2 separate regions of the Oryza sativa genome follow, and region 1 is linked to region 2. A link is a contact called in public HiCAR-type data. All regions are on one chromosome and are shown on one strand. The core of a region is the stretch at or near the end of the contact, and the rest is flanking DNA. Distances in the headings are between cores, read along the strand shown.

Region 1 (4,482 bases), core at 761-3,260, 140 kb after region 2:
GCCGTGCATTTGGATGCTTCTGCTGCTGTGATCTCTCTTGATGGGTACTATGTGACGTCTCTGTTATTCTTTTCAAGCGTACACCCTGTGCAAGACTGGAACGTAACAGGAGCTTTGGGAAAATCGAATGGATGGATATGCATCTCTCTCTTTGGAAAATTGAATGTACTATCCTTGTACTACAATTTCCTGCCTAGCAGGTGTAGTAGTTGAGACTTAATAGTAGGAGCATCTCTGAAGGCGATTACTCAGTGAGCAGGTAATAATCTGATGGCTGATGCACCGTCAGGTGCAGTAGTTGCAGTACTGTTGAGATGGTGAGAGAGACTGCATGGCCATTACTGCCAGATTTGTGAGATTAATGGACAGTAGATGCGTGATTGATTACAAGAATTAAAGCAGAATACATAAATGAGTAGTATGCTGAGATCTGGCGCCTTCAAGTGCTTGTCGTTCTTCACTTGTACTCCATATACGATAGTGAACTTCAAAGGCATACTACACATGAAAAAGGAACAGCAACGAGAAAAGAAGATTGGTCTTGTTTCAGAGAAAAGAAAAGAAGATTGGGAGACAATTCTTGATGTGACAAGGTCTCGTTTTGACAGTTAACGTACTGTTCTTGTTTTTTTATGACTCTGGTCAGCATCAGTAAATCACACAGAGATTAAAAGGAATCAAACAGCTGGGAGGAAATTAAAATGACCAAACTTCCAAGTTTCTCTTTCTTCAGCTCTCAGATTTCTTCAGTGACACAACAGAAGCTAGAAAAAAAAAAGCTTTAAAAAAAAGGCATGTGTACACAAATCTGCAGAACTAGCAGTTGCCATTTCCAACAACCAAAATCTCAGCTAGATTATTCTGTACATAGGAGTACTGCAGCTCTGCTCGATCGATCATATCCTCCTCCTCACCAACTCCGATCCAACTGAATCCTGAACTTTTTTAGAATTCAGATCCTTGGATATCTCATCTACACATCTACGTAGAACAAAAACAAGATGCATCCACGTGTAAGTGTCCTTCTTGGCCAGCCGTCCGATCGCCATGCATGACGATGTCCACGGATAGATCTCATCTCTCTCATGCATGAAGCCTTTTTTCTGTGAGATGTCTACTCCATGCATGCATCGGCGAAAATTTTTTCTTCAGCTCGACGCCTTTCGATTTCGATATATATCATCTCGCCTCAGATCCTCGCATTATCCGCAGCTTCTTGCAAGAAGAGATGAACATGCTGCAAAAGCACAAAAAGATTCAAATTAGAGACAAATAAACACACAAGATTTTCCATGGATGGATAATTAACATGTGTGTGTATGGTGCTTACTCCCAGGGCACGTCGCCGGCGAGCATGAGGTCGCCGTCCTTGTCCTCATAGGCGACGGCGAAGTGGGCGGCGGAGGCGGAGGCGTCGGCGGAGAAGCAGCCGAAGAGCGCGTCGAGAGCGTCCCTGAGCTCCCTGTAGCCGCCGTACATCCGGAGGTCGACCTTGCGGAGGTATGGCGCCCCGTCCATGCTCACCTTCACGTACAGCCCTCCTCCCTTATTCTTCCTCCCTTGATCCGTCTCGCCGCCGCCCTTCCCCTTCGCCGCCGCCGCCGTCGACGACGACGAAGACTGGAACGTGCTCCTCCTGTACGACCCCACCGGCGGCCACCCCACCACCTGCACTCTGCTCACCCACACAAGAAATTGTAAGATTGGCTGCAAATCGAGCTGGCACACATGGCGAGAGAGAGAGCTAGAGCTAGAACTTACTTGGACGCCGGCGAGGCGCCGTCTTCGACGTCCCGGGCGCCGGCGCCGCCGCAGCAGGCCGTGCCGGAGGCCTCGCTCTTCACCGTCGACGACGCCGACCGCCGCTTCTTCGCCGCCACGCCGTCACCGCCGCCGCTGCCGGGCAGCCCGAGGCGCAGCTCCGCGTCGATGCTCTCCGCCGCCATGGCCATCGATCGAGAGAGAGAGCTAGCTCGTCGGCGTTCGTCGCTGCGACACTGACCTCGTCGTCTCGTGCTGCTTTGGTTGCGCGTCGCGTTATATAGAGCGGTTAGTTAGTTGTTGCGTGCGTGCCCTAGCATGTGAGTATGCCAGGTGGGCCCGGGAGACAGGGAGGACGCATGGTTGGGTGGGCCCCATCGGGCAGACAGGTGGGGCCAGACGCGATGGGCTAGGTCGGGTACTTACTCGGGTCGGGTATAGATTCCCCGCGGTGGGCGGGGGCGCTGTTCGTGCACGTCGGGGGCAGCGCATGTGGGGGTGACGGGTGGGGCCCACATGTCGGTGTGGGGGGGGGGCACGCGTGCTGGCGGGGGTGCCACGGTGTGGGGCTCACACGTGTCGTCGCGACGCGGGCAGTCTGGTTTTGGTTGCATGGGGCCACGTCACGCGCTCCGGTGTGCATGCGTAGCTGGAACGGATAGGCACCTGTCATTGCCCTGCATACGTCATACTCATTCTCGCATTTCTACGCCGGTTTCCAAGACGATAATACATCCCTACTCCCTCAAAAACCCAATTCTCCCGATAAATTTGGAGATACATAATGTTTAAATCATTATTATTAGAACTAAGTTGTAGAGAGCAGATATTATTTTTTTTAAAAATAAAGTACAAACGTAGACGCTCACAACACGTGCACACTCATCCCTATAAATACATGCACGTACATTCTACCTCTACGAGCATATCTGTAAGATTGGACAGTATATTTTGAGATTGTGTCAGCATAGAATGGGGGGGACGGCCCTAATGTTGTGTTGGCCGGGTTGCGGGCGGATAAAAGCGGACGTGGGGACTCGGGTCGGGGCACAGCGTAACTAAGATAAGAGAGCCATTCCATTTAGGGCGAGACAGAATGGGCGGGCACAAGCGGTCTGGTGTCCGAGCCGATTGGTCAGACGGTGAAGAAGTTATCACGAACACCTTATTGTCGAGAGTTAATTATCTGAATATTCTTTTGATTATATTATTGGGAATTGATTTTTATAGATGGATATAGTCCGAAGTTAGTTTTTTTTTTTAAGGATCGAGGGGATTGGTAAATTTTGTAGCACCTTTTTGCCGAGAGAGTTTGGTGTGGTTCAAATCCAGATGAGTGAGTTTATTAACCCAAACTTTCATGTGAACCGTGTCGGATCGTCAAAGGTGATACGCGTACGTGTGCATGCAAATATGCAATGCAAAGCATGGTATCCAGCTAAGCGCAAAACGGATCCGGGCCAGACATGCACACGCAACCCAATCGCCCACGAAACTTTTTTGCATGCATATGGCAAACGGAAAATATGGCATTCATATGTCTTAATTATCACTGAAAAGGCAAAAAAAAAAAGAAGAAAAACACACTCCCTCGCTTCATATTATAAATTATTTATCTTTTTCTAATCAAACTTTTTATAAAAATATAGTAGTATTTTCAATACAAAACAGACATATTATCAAAATACATTTAATGTTAGATTAAATAAAACTAATTTGATATTTTATATGTTTCTAATTTTATCTATAAATTTGATGAGAGTTAATAGGGAAAAAATCAAATTATATTAAAACGGAGGGAGTAGCTAGTAGACGAAGCTAGGTGAGGAGGATGGTCACGCAGTTATCGTGTTGCACGGTTGCCGTGACAAGCAACCAACAAACCCAACCAGGTGATCTGTCTATCCCAGATCGTAAACCGGAGGGGGAGGTGCGAACCAAACATGCTTTTGGTGTTGGGTTGGTGTGTGTCCCCTCTCGACAGCGATCGAGCCGTGCGATCGAGCACGCACGCCACCGCCCCTCCATCGCGTCCTACGTCTATCTGTATCTGTCACCTCTCGCATGCACCGTGTGCTCCATCGCTGTCACGTCACCAACAGCTAAGCTGACTCCGATCCATCTCGTTAATCTCACGAACTACTCCTACTCTTCTTCTTTTTCTGATGAAGACGACGATGGAATGGATGCATGTTCAGGAGACGGCATTGCCATATGTAAACCGTGGAACCAGGATTTAAGTATGACTGTATGAGAGACCTAAGAGTATGGTGGAGTCTAGAGAGGGCTAAATATACTATATTTAGATTAATTAGATAATTATATGTGAAAAAAATTGTTGGAAGAGGGTCATAGGGTGCTCGTATTTACGGCTCATTATTCTTTCAGTGGTAGGTGGCGTATCCGTCGACAGTGAGACGCCTGTGGTGACTTCGTCAATCTCAAGACATGTCGGCCCAGTCTTCCGAAGGTGCTCATATGGATAAGTGTGCTCACGTTGTGAGCAGCTACGTTTGTACTGTGTTCCTTTAAAAAAATGTGGTGGTCGTTCCCGTTGTCCTGTCTCAGCTGCCAATGGCGGAGCCACCACCCGACTACCACATATATGGCTGTCCAGACTCATCATCAAAAGTTCCATTAAATTTTAGCTGTTGAAAAGAACTATTATGCAATTTCTATAAAGAATACTCGACAGGGTAGAGCTACTGTGTAATTACTCGG
Region 2 (4,125 bases), core at 673-3,172:
CGCCACAGTAGTAGCTCTGGTCTGATCTTGCTGCAGCTCCAACGACCCTTGAGTACTTGTTAATCAAGCTTGTCATTATACTTATCCGCTTTGAGGATGATCAATTTGAGTAGGTCTCCTCCCCCATGGTGATGATCTTATGGTAGCATCAGCTGTACATACTATTGCCGCAATAATTACCATCGTATTCTGTTCAGCTTTGTGGAATTAGTTTTGGATCTGAATGTATGGTACTTTGACAGTGGACTTGAGGGTGCTGTATGTACATATAACAGTCTAACTAAATGCAGTTGTGCGTTGTAATGATGTATAGTTTTGCTTCATTTCGGAGTATGTTTATGTGCTACGCGATTGTGTTTTCGTTCCACTTAACCTAAAGTTGGGTTGCCCCGCGTAGAGCAATAGAGGCACTCCTTAGCACCTCGGTAACTAGGTGCTTTTTAAGCTACTCTTGTTGGCAATTTCCTTTGGTTTGATAGTCGGATCTTATCTCTTTTTTTTTATAAAGAAATCAAGCCTTCCTTCTTAGCCTTGAACAGCCACCGCCCCTGGCATCTCCTCTGTAAACTGGATCTCTTCTCTCAATCAAACAACCGAATCTGGAAAGGGCGAAATCGTCCGATTTTAACATGAAAGGTGATATTAATCGTCCAATTTCATTCCTCGCAGATCAGCTATTTGAAGCATATGCTTGAAGAGGTGATTCCATGGAAAGGCTTGCGAGCCATGAAACGAGCCGAACCGAGCTCATGTCTACGGTTCCGTTTCAGGCTCGGGAGGCAGTGTCAGCACAGACCGATTCGGGCCAAAGCGGCATGATTAGCCTACAAGGCCCATTAGGAAGAGAAATTAGGCCAAGGGGGAAAAAATATGAAAGGACCCCACATGCGGAAAACAACGTACTTAAGCGCGTAACAGTTGAACCGTAAATAAAAACCGCTACACGCACAATATTAAACTCATTTCATTTCATAGTCCATTTCGCACTCACTAATATAAAATTTAGAAAATATAATAACTAAAACTAGTACTAAGCGAACAATAAACTCACTTATCCGTTCCCACCTCCATACGCACACGATTGTGCCACTGACAGAGCAGGGGATAGAGAGAGGAATTATGAATGAGAAGAAATGGATAATGACTGGTACGTGGGCCGCTATAACTTTTTCTAAAATTTTGTACGTATCTATCTACCAGTGTCACTTAGGATAAAACCATTTCATATTAAATAAGGGTAATTCGTAAAGATTACCGTGGAAGTTCACCAGAATATTCGGTTTGAGAGTTTATGCACTAAATTGGACTACCGTGGAAGTTCACCAGAATAAATCGGACCTTTTCAAACTATGATTGTGAGTGGACCAAATTATACTTACCGAGCATTAAACATAATAAAAACATCACCATTTACCCGCTATCCAGTTGAGCAAAGTACTAGCTAAAGGTACTCCATCCGATTAAGATTACAAGACGTTTTGACTTTAGTCTATGTATATAGTTGCTTAATTGACTTGTCATTAGTATGATACTACTCCATCCATCTTAAAATATAAGGGATTTTAGATTGATGAGATATTTTTCATCCTAAAATATAAGGGATTTTGGATGGATGATTTTAGTGATAGATTCTTTGTCCCGATACGAAATATTATGAAGTGTCTCGTTTGTCCAAAAAATTTTTATAGTTAGGATGGAGGGTAGTAAAAAAGAATTTACTAGTACTATATTTGATTAGTCAGAAATTTTCTTGTCTTAGACTAGCAAGAAATTAAGAGGACGTAACACTCCCCCCTCCGGTCCAGTTGTGGATTAGGATCTTCTTCAGTCAACTATACGTCTGTATCGTCGTGTATTTATTACTGACACGTGGATCCGATGATTACTGGGTTCATATGTTAGTGGCAAATTCACGCTTCATTGTATAGAGGATCTCAATCCCTTGCTGGTTGCAATAGCACGAGAAATATATATAAAATTAAGGCAAAACGGTGGGAGGGCGGAGGTGGTTGAGGTGAAGCGAGGCCTCGCCGCATCTACCGGAGCGGCGTAGCCGGCGATCGGAGATGACGATCCCGAGAAGAAGGTGAGTCGGCGATGCCCCCCCCCCCCCCCCCCCACACTAGCGAAGTAGCGCTAATTTAGGATTTTAGGTGATGTCCAATCGGAGAGGATTTTAGGGTTTGTGCGCTTGCAACATCGCGTGATGAGCTCATCCGAGGATGACTTGTACTTGGCCTGTCGAGCAGCACATCCCCTCCGTGATCTGCTCCAGGACGCCGCGCCTCTCCTCGTCGCTCCACGCGTCGTCTCTCGCCGCCGCGGCCTCCCAGGCGCCGGGGCCCTTGTGCTCGACGTGCCCACGCTTGTACAGCGCGACGCGGCGCAGCGCCGACGTCGACGCCTCCATGGCGAACCTCACGAGCTGGACATGCCGCCTCTCCGCGCTCCGGAAGCCCATCACCACCAGCTCCTTCAAATGGCGGTGCCGCGAAGCCGAGTTCGGCCATGGCCCGGCTGCACCACCTCCTCTTCGCTGTGATGGTGGACATGGAGGGTCTCCAGCAATGGCGTCGCCTCGACGAGGAGGCGTGGCCACGATGCGTCCCAGGATGGAGGCACGTCGGCGACGAGGAGCCGCCGCAGCTTGGGCATCGGGGCGAAAGGGCTCGTCGGCAAGAACAAGATCCACATGTACGGCCCGGTGAAGCGCAGGACGAGATCGGTGATGCCATTGGCGTTCTGGAGGAACTCCCTGATGCTGGGGATCAAGAAGCGCAGCCTCCTGCGCTCTATGGCCGGGAACAGCTCGTCCCCTTGCAGGGAGCCAATGGCGTGCTCGAGGCTCACGCGCTGGAGGTACGGCGCGGCGTCGGGGTGCGTCAGAAACACGGCGTCTCCATTGCTGGCGAGGCTCTCCAGCATGGGGAGCGACCTGATCTCGACCGCCATGTAGCCGCCGTCGACGACGAGCTCCCTGATCCGCGACATCGGCGCGTCCAAGGTGAGCGGGCACCCGAATTTCCGGGACCTGCAGGAGCTGAGATGCAGGGATTGCAGCTGCGGGCACGCGGCGACCACGCGGTACACGGCGGGCCGCGTCGAGCACGGCAATCCTTGCAGGACGAGAGTGGCGAGCGAGCCAAACCCCTGCAGCGGAGGGGGCAGGCAGTTGCGAAGCTTGAGCCTCCGCAGCCGCGACGCGCCGGGGTCGCGGCTGATGCGGCGAAGGGGGAAGCTGTAGACCGGCGGCGGGTGCATGATCGGCCCCGTCGGCACGGCGGACACCTCGAGGTCCGTGACGCCCCAGGAATCGACGGCGGTGACGACCAGCTGGTTGATGCAGGGGGAGGCGTCGAAGTCGAACACCTCCAGCGACAGCCTGGTCGCACGCCGGCGAGCCGCCAAGAGGGCCCTGACGGAGCCGGCCATGGCGCGCATGGCGCGGCGCTCGTACCGCCCGGTGGCGGCGTCTAGCCTCGCGCATTCTCCTCGCGCGCGGTGACCGACCTCCTGGCCTTGCCGCGGATGGCAAGGCACCGGCGGTAGCGCGGCGGCAGCAGGTCGGTGACTCGGAAATCGAGGGCGGGGAGCTCGCGCGGGACGGCCGCCCAGCGCCTTGACAGCGCGGCGGTGGCGAGCGCGTCGCGGGTGTCGAGGCGGCGCAGGATGAGGTGGAGCAGGTCGTCCGGGAGAGCGCTGAGGCGGTCCTCGCCGCAGGCTCGCCGTCGCCGCCGATCCTTGTTGCTCCTAGTCCTAGCCATCGGAGAACAACCCCCCAAGTGGAGTAGTATTGCTCTTGCTCTGCTCTAATTTCTAAAATTCAGTGATGATTCGTGGTGGGGAATTTGCGATCGATTTATATAGATGCGTCGACTTGTCGAGGGGAGGGATCCGATTCCGATCTGGGGTTGTGGACCACCAATCCGAACCGGGCAAGGGATTTGGTATTTTTCCCCAAACTCAAGTACAGGATTTTTAAACCTACCAAGATTCCAAGAAGATACTAGTACTATTTGGAAGAGTTTTGTAGGGTTGGATTCAAAGTTTCACAATTCTAATACCATGCACCTTCCATGCCGGACGTTGGGGTTGTATACTTTTCATGAAATCCGATCGAAAACC

The links. HiCAR-type assays count read pairs that join an accessible place to other places.
Region 1: a contact with region 2 is called in a HiCAR-type map of leaf, with 1.8 times the contacts expected there. The contact joins the promoter of LOC4334431 here to the promoter of LOC4334419 in region 2. A contact is called at or near these places in 1 of 15 Hi-C or Micro-C datasets (leaf) and 1 of 4 datasets of contacts at active chromatin or transcription factors (leaf).

What each region holds. Positions count from the first base shown.
Region 1 is chr3:34,217,738-34,222,219 of ASM3414082v1, forward strand. LOC4334431 (auxin-responsive protein IAA14-like) reads right to left here and starts at 2,011. Exons shown (of 3, transcript NM_001418780.1): 1 at 1,762-2,011; 2 at 1,331-1,675; 3 at 704-1,237. The coding sequence starts at 1,952. The coding sequence ends at 1,180.
Region 2 is chr3:34,080,710-34,084,834 of ASM3414082v1, forward strand. LOC4334419 (stem-specific protein TSJT1) reads left to right here and starts at 1,923. Exons shown (of 5, transcript NM_001418768.1): 1 at 1,923-2,086. It overlaps LOC4334418 (heat stress transcription factor A-2e-like), which reads left to right. Exons shown (of 2, transcript NM_001418769.1): 2 at 1-364. The coding sequence ends at 11. It also overlaps the pseudogene LOC4334420.